Regions from separate parts of the Sus scrofa genome. Here region 1 is linked to region 2. Evidence: chromatin contacts called from public HiChIP or PLAC-seq data. All regions are on one chromosome and are shown on one strand. Each heading gives the region's core, a stretch centred on a gene start, on an enhancer-like site or on the middle of the called end of the contact. The rest is flanking DNA. Distances are from core to core; before and after follow the strand shown.

What was found. HiChIP or PLAC-seq counts read pairs in DNA pulled down with a chosen protein or histone mark.
Region 1: an H3K27ac HiChIP or PLAC-seq map of alveolar macrophages shows a contact between it and region 2. The contact joins the enhancer-like site here to the promoter of TLE3 in region 2. A contact is called at or near these places in 4 of 5 promoter capture datasets (fetal liver, fetal skeletal muscle and liver), 7 of 47 Hi-C or Micro-C datasets (alveolar macrophages, embryonic fibroblasts, heart right ventricle and 3 more) and 2 of 2 datasets of contacts at active chromatin or transcription factors (alveolar macrophages and skeletal muscle).

The regions. Positions count from the first base shown.
Region 1 is chr1:168,081,360-168,084,310 of Sscrofa11.1, forward strand. LOC110261998 (a long non-coding RNA gene) reads left to right here. Exons shown (of 3, transcript XR_002346479.1): 3 at 1-1,142. Among named protein-coding and RNA genes, the nearest start is that of TLE3, 230 kb to the left of the region's middle. Within about 2 kb of position 1,327, at least 2 of the 83 cell types and tissues checked have an H3K27ac peak or open chromatin away from gene starts, as enhancers often do. A contact at or near this core is called in alveolar macrophages, where this site is marked.
Region 2 is chr1:167,854,408-167,857,299 of Sscrofa11.1, forward strand. It overlaps TLE3 (transducin-like enhancer protein 3), which reads right to left and starts at 1,506. Exons shown (of 20, transcript XM_021100790.1): 1 at 426-1,506. The coding sequence starts at 449.

The DNA.
Region 1 (2,951 bases), core at 77-2,576, 230 kb after region 2:
CACATCACCCCAAGAGAATGGTGATTTTTTTCTGAAGGCAATGGCAGCAGAGGGAGAGGGAGGAGGCTTAAAATAACACACACACACACACACACACACACACACGTGCGCACATGCAGAAGACCAATGTGTAACACTGATGGACTCACACAGACTTCAGGATTAATTTATAGATGCTTCTTAAGCTGAAGTGACTCGTTCAGGCAGCTGGGCCAGGCCAGGCCACGCTTCTTGGGCTTTCCATCTGCTGAACCATTCCCGCCTCAGCCCCAGCTAATGTAGAGGAAGAAAAGTGCTGACAGTGGCCACAGGCCATGGTGGGATCATGCTCCAGGTCTTTGCACTCAAGCCGCCTGGAATGGCAGAGTTCTAATGATTTTTTTTTTTTTAACTTCTTCATTGTTTTGTTTTTTAACTGCAGCAAAATCTTCAGAGGGTGCCATATACCTGTCTTTTGTGTGTAATGCAACGACTTTTGATGGACGTATATACCACGTCACCCAAGTTACAAAACATTCCATTGCCCCAGAAAGTTCTTTTGTGTCCCTTCCAGTTACAGTCACCCCAAAGGTGCCATTCTTCTGATTTCTTTCACCATACCCAAATTCTAGAGCTTCATGTCAGAACAATCACCCTAGGTTTATTATCTTGTATTATTTTTTTTCCACTCAGCCCAAGGTCTGTGAAGTTCATCCAGCTGTTGTGTGCATCGGTATTTGAATCCAATATCCTCTGACTCCTAGCCCAGCATGTGAACCCACACCTGTTGGTTTGCCTCTGTTCACTGGCAGTTCTGTTGTTTCCAGTTTGGGGCTATTGCGAAGAAAGCTGCACCAAGCATCCATGTACCAGACACTGTGTGGACACAGGCTTTCATTCTCTTCAATTAAAAATCTAAGAGTAGAACTGCTGGATCATAAGGAGGCAAATATTTAAAATTTAGAAGAAATTTATCATTGAAGCAGTTGTACTGCTTACACTATCTGCACAAATGTGGGGGAGTGGCAGTCCACCAGCTCTTTATCCTCACCAAGGTTTCATGTTGCTGGTCTAGGGCCTGAACCCATGGCATATGGGTCTAATCGGAGCTGTAGCTGCTGGCCTACACCACAGCCACAGCAACACAGTATTCGAGCCATATCTGTGACCTACACCACAGCTCACGGCAATGTCGGGTCCTTAATCCACTGAGCAAGGCCAGGGATCAAACCTGCAACCTCATGGTTCCTAATCGGATTTGTTTCCCTTGCGCCATGATGGGAACTCCTGCTGGTCTTTTTAGTTTTAACCACTCTTGGGTGTGAACAATGGTAGCTCATTGTGATCTTCATTTGCATTTCCCTGATGACTAATGATGATGAGCACAGCTTCCTGTGTTTACTGGCTATTCACACACCCCAGAGTCACAAGCATTTTCTCCTAAAAACGTTATTATTTTTTTTTCTTTTTCTTTTTAGGACTGTACTTGTGGCATATGGAGGTTCCCAGGCTAGGGGTTGAACTGGAGTTGCAGCTGCCAGCCTACACCAGAGCCACAGCCACAGCAATGCCAGATATGAGCCACATCTGCAACCTATGCCACAGCTTGTGGCAACACCACTGAGCGAGGTCAGGGATGGAACCCACATCCTCACAGAGACAATGTTGGGTTCTCAATCTGCTGAACCACAGTGAGAACTCTTTATAATCTTAACATTTACCTTCAAGTCTATGATATAGCTCAAATTAGTATTTGGGTGTGGTGAGAGGTAGAGGGCTAAGTTGGTTTTTACCATATATATCCAGGTGTTTAATATTGTTGCAAAGGCTTTTCTGTCCCATGATATTGCTTCAGAACCTTGGGTGAAAATCAATTCACTGTCTCTTTGTGGGTCTATTTCTGGTCTCCCTGGTCTCTTCTATTTATCTGTCTTTCCTTATGCTGATGCCACACTGTCTTGATTACGTAGCTTTACCATAAGTGTTGAATCAGGTAGTTTAAGTTCTCCTCTCTTTGGCAATATTGTTTTAACTATCTATATCTTTGCTTTTCCATATAAATTCTTAATAACGTGTTTCTTGTCATTTTCTACAAAAACATCTGTGGAGATTATACTTGGAATTACTTTAAATTTAGGCAGAATTGATACCTTAACAATATTGAGTTTTTCAACTCATCAACATAGAATATCTCTTTACTTACAAGGTTTTTTAAAAAATATCTTTCAGCAGTGTTTTGTCATTTTATGATAAATATTATCCATATTTTCTTCAATTTATTCCTAAGTATTTTGGGCATTGGAATATTAATGTAAAAGAGCACTTAAAATTTTATTTTCCAATCTTTTGCTGCTAGTGTATAGACTTGTATAGATTTGGTTCTAGGAGCTGCTTTGTAGGTTCCCTAGGATTTTCGATGTAAAGAATCACGTTATCTGTAAAGAGAGTTTTAATTCTTTTGTTCACATTTTAATTCCTCTATTTCTTTTTTATTATTATTATTCTACCTTATTGCATTGTCTGAAATCTCCAATACAAAGCTGAACAGAAGTGGCAAGACCAGACATTATGGCTTAATTCCCATCCTAGAGGAAAGCATCTAATATTTTAGATTGGTTATATTTATGGTGTGGTTAATTTTTTTAGATACCCTGTATGATATTAAGGAAGTTATCCTCTATTCCCAGCTTTCTGAGAATTTTTTTATGATCAATAGATGCTGATTTTTGTAAAATGCTCTTTTGGACCTATGATCTTATGATTTTTCTCTTTTATTCTATTAATTTGGTGAATTATATTGTTTGGTTTTTTGAATATTGAACCAACCTTTATTCCTGGGATAAACTCCAAGTGACCATGATGTATATTACCTTTTTTTACATGTTGCCAGCTCTAGTTTGTAGATATTTTATTACGGAATTTTGTATCTGTATTCATGAAGGATATTGGATGCTATAACAAAAATACTATAG
Region 2 (2,892 bases), core at 256-2,755:
TTTCTCAGCTCTCCGAAGGGGCGTGGGGGGGAGATCTCTCCCTATTGGCCGCGGGGCTCCCATTCCTTTTTAGAAGGGGCACCCCTTCCCAAGTAAGACCCAGGTGGGGGAGACAGGCTGAGTGAGTTGGAAGACTTAGGCGAGGGGGCGGAGGACAGCGTGAAAACAAACAGTTCCCCGGGAACACTGGCAGCCCCCCCCAACCCCCCCGCCAATCGAGCGGAATTAACCTCCTCTCGCAACGGCGCCCCCCCATCCCATCCCCTTTGTGCGAGCGCGCGCGCGCGCACACACATACGCACAGACACACACACACCCCACACACACCATAAAGGTAGCAACAAGCAAAATGGAGGTGCCAGATAAACTGCCTCGTTTACCCTGCCATGATAGATGCTTAAATAAACCAAGTTGCAATTACTCACCGGATGTCTGCCTTGCGGATACATGGCAGGGAGGGGTCGTGATTCTGAGAGCGTAGAAACGCGGAGAGCTCGGGTCGGGGAGGTGCGGGGGAGGGGGGAGCCAAGACCGAGCGGGGGGCGGCCGGGAAACCGAGAGCTCGCCCCCGGCCCCCCCAGCCCGCTCTCGCAGCGAAATCCCAGAGTCAGGCGCCCGCCCCAAGCGGAGACAAAGAGCCGAGAAGCAGGCGGCAAAGTCGTCGGCGGGCACCGAGGCCGGGCGGTGGGCTTGGGCTTTGTGCACCTAGGGTTCGGCTGACTGAAGCCGGCCGCCTTCCCCCCACTGCCTGGAGCGCGTCAGAGCCGGAGACTGCGCGGACATCGTCGTCACCCCGGAGGGTCCGGCGCGGGGTCCCGAGGTCCGGGGCCCCTCCTGGGGCAAGCGCGGGCGCCCTCCGGATCACTCAGCGCGTCGCGCCGGGAGGGGGACGCGCCGGGGCAGTCCGAGCATCCAGGGCGTTCAGGTCCGATCCCAGGGGCAGCTCTCCGCGAGAAGAGGAAGAAGGCAAGCACCGAGGTGGCGGCTTGGGCCGCAGGAGCGCCGGAGGGTGAGGGCGGGAGCCCGGCGCGGGCGCTTCGACGCCCCCCCTTGGAGAGGAGAGCCTGCTGTTCAGTCTGCTTCTGTCGCCGCCGCCGCTGCGAGCCCTTCCCAGGGCCGAGGAGGAAACTCCGCGCTCAGGAGGTGGGAATCAACCGCCCTGGCATCCTAACTCCAGCAGGCACAGGAAACCGCCGCAAAAGGGTCCTCGCTGCTCCCAGCTCGAGGGCCGGGTCCCCAGCGAGGAGCGCTTGGCGCCGCCGCCGCCGCCGCCGCCTCCGAGCGCGCAAGCAGGAGAGCGCTGGAGGGGAGACGCAGCCCGAGACCGGGGACCTCTGCGGCTTCCTTCCTTCCCCTCGGCCCGGCTCTCCTCTCCGCTCCCCGACAATCCCCCCAGACGCGCGCGCGCGCGCGCGCGCACACACACACACACACACACCAAAAAAAAGTGCCCCGGACCTGCGGATACCACACACAGACAAGCGAGGGGGACGAGCACGAGGTCTGAACTGCCGCGAGAGCAGTTCCAAATAGGGACTGAAAAGTAACAAAATAATGTGGCAGCTTCGCCAGCCGCTAACCAATGGGAGCGCGGGGTCCCCACGTGGGGCTGTCGGACTCGGCCTGCGACTGGGCGCCGCCGGGCGCGACGTCACAATGCCCTCTTGTGTCTAAAACTATGCATGAAAAGTAGCAATCAGGCCCTACCCGCTGGTGACTTTCGCAGGGGAGTGAAAAACAGCGCTCCTCAGATCAGGAATTAACCGAAAGACATATAATAAATAGATATATATTATAGTACTGGGCTGCTAAGGATTTCCCCCCCCCCCGCTCTTTTTTCCCACGATCTACTAGCAAATAATTATTTGGCGGGAGGGGAAAGAGAGAAGACAGAAGAATAACAACAAAAGAAAAAAAAGACAAACTGTACAGTCCTCAAAACCTGTGGCTGGTAGTAATGTATCAGTTTATTCTGCAGAGGCGGCGAAGGATTCCTCCCTCTAATCTCATTAGGTCTGCAAAGCAGCCCAATTAGATACTATAAAACAAACAGAATCACTTTGTCACTTTAATGTTTTCACTTCACAAGATTTAGGACCGATAAAATGGTGGCTCCCGAAGTTGCCTGCCACCTTAAAAAAATTTTGCTCGGAACTGAGGGTGTCCCTTTCTTTTCCCCTTCTCCTGCCCTCCTACTCCCCCCACCCCAGGCCCCCAGCTTTTCTTCTTTGTTCATTCGTCCTTTTCAGAAAGCCAAATAAACAGCGTCTTTGATGTGCGGCGGCTGCCCGCGGGGAGAAGCCTAAGGAACTCTCCTTTGGCGGGCAGAGCAGATGGAAAGGCCCGACTGCCCGCGGACACTCGGGTCCTCCCGCGCTATCCCCACTCGGGGCTCCTTCCTGGTGGAGACGGCTACGCCCTCGCCGCAGCTGTTCATTGAGCGTCGGGGCCGGGGAAGCGGAATCGGGAATGCCGTGGCTGCTGGCCCCACCGCGGCCCGGGAGCTCCGAGTTCCGTCCCGGATTTCTCAGCTTGCTCCCGGCAGGGTCTTCGCGTCGGCGGAAGCCTGTGGAGGGGCGCGCGTGCAAGCCCGTAGGTGTCTCGGCCGCCAGCCTTGACGCCCTGGGAGGTGCAGACTCTCATCCGCCCCCGTGCGCTCCTCTTCCCACCCCCGCCGCCGCGCCTCCGGGACTCCCCGCGCGGTTGCACACTCGACTCTGGGTCCAGTTTGCCCGCAAACAGATAGCCTCGATCGCCTGCACTCGGGGTTACATCAGGGCAGACGGGCCGTGGGGACATGGGCCTCAAGCGGCTGGAAGGCTGGAGTGGCCGCGCCCCAGATCCCACGGGCACCGCCGAGTGGACGGGCCCAGGTGGGCCCTAGGTACCCCC